2 separate regions of the Sus scrofa genome follow, and region 1 is linked to region 2. A link is a contact called in public HiChIP or PLAC-seq data. All regions are on one chromosome and are shown on one strand. Each heading gives the region's core, a stretch centred on a gene start, on an enhancer-like site or on the middle of the called end of the contact. The rest is flanking DNA. Distances are from core to core; before and after follow the strand shown.

Region 1 (4,080 bases), core at 1,543-4,042, 88 kb before region 2:
TGAGGTCTTTTTTCTATGAATTTCAGTACTTTGGTTCAAGGGCATTTGGGAAGGCAGGCTTTTGCTGGTACCTGACTCCAACCAGGAGCTCTTCAGGTTTAAAGAGTCCTCTGCCTTTTTCTTTCCAAATTCCTCAGCAGACACAGTTACACATTCCTCTCTGTAGGGTGAGAACTTATCTTGCTTTATTCTCTGTGGCGCCTACTGAATGCATTTTTTTCTGACGCATGTCCATTGCTACCCGATCCCCAGCTCCTGCTTAGGCTACGGAGCTGTGGTTTATAATAAATGACGCTGTTCCTCGTCCCCGAGGGCCCCAAAGATACCTGAAAACCAGTGGTGACCTAGGACCGAGGGAGCAGTGGGTCCCAGGACAGGGGAAAGCAGACGTGTAGACTACGACCGGCTTCTTAGGGGTCTCCTGGCTTCTCTGCACTAAGAGATCAGATGATGACTTGGGCAGAGACTGTGCCCTAGACCCTCAGAGCCTGTAAGCTTTCCTCCTTCTGCCTGAGGAACGCAGAGTTGAAGAACTCATCCTGAGACCTAGCAAGTTCTCAAATCTCCCTTAGCTTTCAAGTTTTGGCCAGGTTTTCATGACATTTGGAGGTCTGCAGACAGTCTTGCCCATCTGTGAGGCGTTTGTTTTCTTGATATTTCTGAGACTTGCTAACTTCTAGGATCTCTCCATTAAATTTCTAGCTGCCCTGAACTGAGTTCTCTGCTCTTAACAGAGTTGCAGGTCTTTGCTGGCAACTCCGAACTGAGCTCACCACCTCCTTTCTCAGGAAATGTAGTGGGTTCTGCTGCCGGAGTATGTGTGGAAGGGACAGAAACACTTCCAGGCAAGGATGCCGCCCTACGCATCACTGTTCTACCAGATACAGGAACACTTTTTTTGGTCTTTTTGTGGCCAATCCTGTGACATATGAAGAGTTCCTGGGTTAGGGGTTGAATCAGCCACAGCCACAGCCACAGCAACTTGGGGTCTGAGCCTCATGTGTAACCTTCACTGCAGCTGGTGGCAACACCAGAGCCTTAACCCACTGAACGAGACCAGGTATCGGAACCTGCATCCCCACAGACACTATGCTGGGTTCTTAACCTGCTGAGCCACAAGGGAACTCCCAGGAACAATTCTTAATGAGGAAAATCTTCACAATTTGTTGTTTTCTCTTGGCCATTTTTCAGCACCTTGAAATGGTTGTTTTTTGCAATTCTGTCCAGTTTTATACTTGTTTTCTATGAAGGTGAGACATCTGATTGCTCCATGATGTTTTTCCTGGAAGTCATCATCCAGTATCTCTTGGGTTCGTGAAACAAGACAGATGAATTTTTATGTGATTTCAGTTTTCGTACGTGAGTGTTTATGCATTTTATAGAAAGTAAGTTTTTCTTAATAGAATGTCACCGTTAAGGAGTTATTGTTTTATTACCTGTGGAGGCTATTTTTTTTCTTTCTCCTTTGTTTTGTGAAATATTCTGAACTGATAGATAGCTCACTCTCTTTCCCAGAGGGCTTCTGCAGCTGCAGTATTGTCAAGTGTTCGTTTATTGTGAAATCTGGCTGGCCAGATTGGACTAATTCCTTTGAGATACAGCTGTGGTCATTTTAATCATGAAAAATAATTTCATTCTCTTTTAAAGTCATTCTCATAAATGGTGTATCATTTTACACGTCCCTAAATTTTTATCCATGTTTTTCCTCTTCTCGATCATGTGTCTTTTTGGTATTGTTTTTGTTTTCGTTCTTCTGTTCTTTCATCCATGTCCTAATAGTCTGGTTCTACTTTATTTTTATTGTAAAAAAAAACCCCTTTAATCAAGATGAGATTAAATGAATAATAAATGAAAATATGCAGTAATTTAGCTATTTTCTTTTAAAATCCCTGTACATTTGAAGAGCATCCATTGTAGCTCAGAGGGTTAAAGACCCAATCTTGCTTCCATGAGGATGTGGGTTCAATCCCTAGCCTAGCACAGTGGGTTAAGGATTCAGCGTTACCACAAGCTGGGTGCAGAAGTGGCTTGGATCCGGTGTTGCCATGGTTGTGGCATAGGCTGCAGCTGCAGCTTGGATTCAGCCCCTAGCCCAGGAACTTCCATATGCTGCAGGTGCAACTGAAAAAAAATCCTTGTATGTTTAAGCTAAGAGGCATGTTCACTATATGGGGGAAGTGAAATCTAATGAATAACCCACGTTATGCTTTCTGCATCTGATTCTTACAAAAATCCCAGGAGAAGGGATGCATGGGAAGGAAGCCAGTGATCCCCTTGAAGGGGTTCAGGACAAAGCTCCCTGAAACATGCCTCCTTGGCACGCGGAATATCTTGAGCGGAAGGCAACCGAGACCCTGTGGTCTCAAGAGACATGTCTGCTCCTCCCTCAACTGCCTAGAAGAATTTAAAAAGAGGGTCTTTCCGGGATGAGAATAATTACCAGAGATTTTTTTTTCCGAGAAAGACCCTCCTGTGTGGCAGGGCAAATCTAATCATCCAACATCGGCTCTTCCTCAGTCATCCTGAGCCTTGCCCTGCCCCCCTTCGAAGCCCCGCACCCCCATTCCTTAGCTCAGGAAGGCGTCTCTCCCTTCTTTTACCCTCTGTCTTTGAACCTCTCATGTACGTGAAATTCTCATACGAATACAATTAAACTTGTTTTTCTCCTGTTGATCTGTCTCACATCAATTTATCAGACCAGCTGAAAGACTTTGAAGGGTAGAGGAAAATTCTTTCTCCCCAACAGCACCACCCTTGTCATCACAGAACTCAGGTCCGCCTTCTCTCTGTCCTTTGCCCTGCGGGGATTTCTTAAAGGAGCTGCGCTCTTCGACTTTGGGAAACACAGAGCATGTCTTCTTCATAACGTCTCTCTCTCTCTCTTTTTTTAAATATAGTAGATATGCAGCATAGAGTGTCAGAAATCTGTGTTTATCTGGAAATAGCAATCTCCCTGTATTTGTTTTTAAGGATCTCTGCTATTCAAAATCTGTTGTCAGAGGAAAGAAAGGATAAGGTCATTTACAAAGGAACCCACAGACTGTACAACGAGCAGGAACTGGATGTGACATTGCTTAGACAGCTACAACTAAACGCTCAGCAGCTGCAGTTTGCATTTTGCAATAAGTTCAATAGCCTCTCACATTGAATGGCCACAAACCACGGCCATACGCATTATATAAAAATGGTTCGGGTGACAGTTCTGAAAAGTAGGGGCTCTGGGAAGTTTTTTTGGTGTCCACCCCCCCATCCCCCATCCTCTGATTCTCTAGGCAGTTGAAATAATGATCTTACAGTTTGTCGGTCTTGGACTTCTCCAAATTGGACTGGGAATTGGTTTAGGTGTTCTCATGCCTCCCTACCTCTCCACCTGCTTTTCATACTTTCCCCTTGGTGACTTTTGCGTATTCCTACCCGTCCTGTGGGACCTACATTCAAGGAAACCTACTGCTGAAGTCTTTGCTTCAAACTTGACGCTCACTACCAGAAAGAACCAAGAGTCAGTTACTTGAATCTGCTACCATTGGTGTATTATGTAATTATGCTTGCACTCAGTTTTCCTGGGTATCTCCCATGTACATATGCATTATTACACTTCTGTTTGTTTTTCTCCTGTTAAATATGTCCTTTATTACTACAAGGGCAGGGAGAAAATTACTTTTCATCTCCTATACCTCAAGAAGTGATCGTCTCAACAGAGAAAAAATATGACACAGTAGTAAGTGTTAGAACAAAGAGAAGCAGGGGTTGTATTTAGTTAGTTAATTAATTCAGTAACTGTTAGCTGGTTGCCATTATGAGACAAAGACTGTTCCAGTCCAGGGGAAAACTATGGGTAACAAGACAGACAAGACCTCTGCTCTCAAGAAGACCGCCTTTAATTAGGGGGAGACGAGGCATGCACAAATAAACGAATAAACTAGAAAACTGGAGAAGAACAGGCAGGGCAAAGAGAGGGATGGGGAGCTACTTCTGACTGGGTGGTCACGGTGATATTTTTGAAGAGGAGACATTTAAGCCAAGACCTGAAGGATAATCGGGAGCCAAGCAGATGAATGTCTGGGGGAAGAAAGTTGTTGG
Region 2 (3,737 bases), core at 35-2,534:
TGATCAAACTTCTTCATCTTTGTCAGAATAAAGCACCTTAATTGTTCAGCACGTGGCTTCATTCACACCGCGTTATTATTTTTTTATTCCTCCTATGTCACAGACATTGCATAAAGAGATTTTCCAGAGGGAGCAGCAAGGTAACTAGAGTCCCTAGCCTCATGGAACTTAACCTACATTTGCTAACTGTTTAATTTTCTTAATCTTATCGTTATCTTTTCCTTTGTTGTATGGAAGTTTTAATGTTGCTATAATGAAACACCATAATTTTTGCTCTATGATTGTGTGTGTGTGTGTGTGTCCTGGTTTTGGGGGGCCTTGCCCTGCAGCACGCCGAAGTTCCCGGGCCAGGGATTGAACCCAGGCCACAGCAGTGACAACACCAAATCCTTAACTGATGGCCCACCAGGGAACTCCGTGGGTGTATCCTGTTTTAGAATCACTTTCCTTTCGGGACGTCAAAATACACTCTCCTATATTTTCCTCTATGACTCCTAAAGTATGTGTCACATTATGTCTTCAGCTCACCTACAGTTCCTTTTCGTATAAGGCACAAAGCAGTGATCTAAATTTTTCCTTAACATTTGTCAAGCTAATTGTCACAACACCATTTACGTAATAGCTCTTTTCTCATGGATTCTTTCTCGGGGGCTTCATTCTCATTTTCTGGCTTTCTGTTCTTACTACTGGTTTCTTTGCATATCCCTTCCATACTGACTTAATTACAGAGCTTCATAAGACTTGGTAAATGATTCCTTTATCCTTTCCTTTAAGAATTATCCTGGCTCCTCTGCAACTTTACCCTCTGTGGTTGACATTATGAGCTCATCACTTAACGGTATTTCTTCAGTGTTTATAGGTTTCTTTCCCCCCATTTACTTTCCTAAGCACTTACCTACAGTCCATTTCCCAGTGTCTCTGCAGTCAGGTATGGCCATGAAACCAAGACCTTGCCAGGAAATGTCGGCGGGAGTTTGTCCCTCTTCGTCTCCCTCACCTCTTCTTTCCTTCTCCCGCTCCTCCTTCCCACTGCCACCAAATGTTTGTTCTCTGCATCTGTGACTCTTTCTGTTTGTTCATTTGTCTTGTTTTTGAGATTCCAGATATAAGTGAAATTATACAGTATTTGTCTTTCTCTAACTTATTTCACTGAGCATAAGTGTCTCCAGGCCCATTCATATTGTTACCAATGGCAAGATTTCATTGCTTTTTTAAGGCTGGGTAAGATTCCATTGGATATGTGTACCACATCTTCTTTATCCATTCGGCTCATCTACGGATGGATACTTAGGTTGCTTCCATGTCTTGACTCTTGCAAATAATTCTTCAGTGAACATAGGGGTGCATATGTCTTTTCCAATTAATGTTTTTGTCTTCTTCAGATAAATACCCGTCCGGGAAAGGTGGATCAAAACCACAATGAGATATCATCTCTCTACTGTCAGAATGGCTGGTATCCAAAAGACAACGAACAGCAAGTGTTTGCGAGAATGTGGAGAAAAGGGAATCCTTATGCCTGGTGGGAGGGAAAGTAAACTGGTGCAGCCACTGTGGAAAACAGTACAGAGATGCCGCCTCTTCCAAATCTTTGCATCTTAGAAACATTTTGATAAGAAACATCTTAGAAACATTTCAGCAGTGAAATGTCATTCCTTCAGTGTTTAATCCTTACATTTTGGACATTGCTTCATAGCTATAATTTATTCTATCAAAGCCTGACATTTTTTTACTCTCATCTTGGCTGCTAAGAAAGAAACGTCAGCATACCTTAACTCTCCGTGGAATTCCCAATCCCTGTCATCCTGGTTATTACTGTATAAAATTTCAGTTCCACCTTCTCTGTTTGTAACACACACGAGCAGACATTTTACTACAGTCATAAGCTGCCTAGATGCATGAGCGGATGGTACTGGTTACCGTGGGAAGGCCGCATATACGGATGGGATGGGAAGAACTTCCCTCTGAAACTGAGATGCGGATGGGCTTTAGCTGGTAAAAACTCAGGTTCTGCTGACCTGTCTTCTTTAGCTTCCTGTCATTGATGATCTAGGAGAATAAAGACGGTGTGAATTAGAAAATGAGTGATTAGGAGTTAGCAGAAACAAGTCTGACTAGTATACATGAGGACTCAAGTTTGATCCCTAGCCTCATTCAGTGGTTAAGGAGCCGGCGTTGCCAAGAGCTATGGTATAGGCCACAGATGCGGCTTGGATCCCACGTTGCTGTGGCTGTGGTGTAGGCCGGTGGCTACAGCTCTGATTCGACCCTTAGCTCGGGAACTTCCATATGCTGAGGGTGTGGCCCTAAAAAGACAAAAAAAAAAAAAAAAAAAAAAAGAAAGAAAAAAAAGAAGAAGAAAGAAAAAAAAATAATAATGTGAGTGATTATTTTAGAGGTATCCTGAAAAGTGGATGTGCTCAGGTGGGAGAAACTGGAGATGGGGAGAAACAGCATTTAATATTTTGGAGGCTCGTTTACTAGCAGGACTGGGGGTGGTGATGTAGGAGAGTATGAGCCAGACCAGGGTAAAGAGCCTCCTAAATAATCTTCCCTGGTGAGGAGTGTCTGTTGCCATAGACACCAACCTCAGCCACTGTATGTCAGGCACTTAGGCAGAACTGCCCAAGGCATGGCTGGTTTCTGGCCAGTGAATACAGTTAAAAAAAAAAAAAAAAAGTGAGTGCATGCTTTTATAACTATTCAACATTTCTGTGACCCTACAGTACACTTTTTTTTATTTTTTAAAAAATATTGGTCTGCAGATTAGAAATGAAATAGCCCCTTACCATGAACAGTTTGAGAGATATTACTGGATAATGTACTGGCAGAGTAAGATTTTTTTCCAGAAGTTGACAGCCTGCTGGGCTGTGGTGGAGCTTGTTGACACAGAGACTTAGATGTTATTGTGACAGGGGTGCAGGTGGAGCTGTGTGGATGCCCTCGGCATTTGGCAGGACTGTCACTCTGTCCCTAAGAGAGCAACAGCAGTAATTTCCAAGAATATGATACAAGTGCTACTTCTGCCTTTTACTGTTTGCCGCTATGCATGTGCGGATGCCTGTATGGTTTGTGTGTAGGTAAAGGGATGGGAGGCAGGTGGGATTGGGAGGGAGATAACAGCAGCAGTGAACCCCCGGGGAGTTTAAGCCCTCAGTAATCAGAAGCAGACCAGATATACAGCAGCAGACCAGCTCCCTCCTCTGGCAGCAGCAGCAAATCACAGCCTTAGCACGTCCTACCTGTGGCAAAAGGAGTGTTTGCTGAGCTTGGCGGGGGTGGAGGTTCTTATACCTTTTTGGGTGTATTGGTCAGGGTTCTCCACGGAAACAGACCCAATGGTGGGGGGGGGGGGAAGAGTGAAAGAGAATTTGAGGAATTGGCTTACATGATTGTGAGGCTGACAATTTCTGAATCTGTAGAGCAGGTTGGCCAACTGGAAATTCAGGGAGGAGCTGATGATGCAGACTTGAGTGAATTCTCAGGGCAACGGCTGGAAATGCAGGCAGTAGTTCTATGTACATTCTTAAAGAGAATTCCTTATTCTTTGGGAAACCTCAGTCTATATTTTCAAGGTCTTGACTGAATGAAGCCCGTCCTTGTAGAAAGCGTGTCTGTTTTACTTAAAGTCCAATGATTTCAACGTTAATCACCTCTAAAAATTACCTTCTCAACATCGAGATGGGTGTTTGACCAAACAACTGGGCACCACAGCCTAGCCAAGTGGACTCATAAGATGA

The links. HiChIP or PLAC-seq counts read pairs in DNA pulled down with a chosen protein or histone mark.
Region 1: a contact with region 2 is called in an H3K27ac HiChIP or PLAC-seq map of skeletal muscle. The contact joins the enhancer-like site here to the promoter of LOC100520512 in region 2. A contact is called at or near these places in 8 of 47 Hi-C or Micro-C datasets (alveolar macrophages, differentiating spermatogonia, epiblast stem cells and 2 more) and 1 of 2 datasets of contacts at active chromatin or transcription factors (skeletal muscle).

What each region holds. Positions count from the first base shown.
Region 1 is chr12:11,453,148-11,457,227 of Sscrofa11.1, reverse strand. No RefSeq gene overlaps it. Among named protein-coding and RNA genes, the nearest start is that of FAM20A, 150 kb to the left of the region's middle. Within about 2 kb of position 2,792, at least 9 of the 83 cell types and tissues checked have an H3K27ac peak or open chromatin away from gene starts, as enhancers often do. A contact at or near this core is called in skeletal muscle, where this site is marked.
Region 2 is chr12:11,364,281-11,368,017 of Sscrofa11.1, reverse strand. It overlaps LOC100520512 (ATP-binding cassette sub-family A member 8), which reads right to left and starts at 1,284. Exons shown (of 42, transcript XR_002337431.1): 1 at 896-1,284. The region is part of intron 35 of ABCA6 (ATP-binding cassette sub-family A member 6); the gene reads right to left.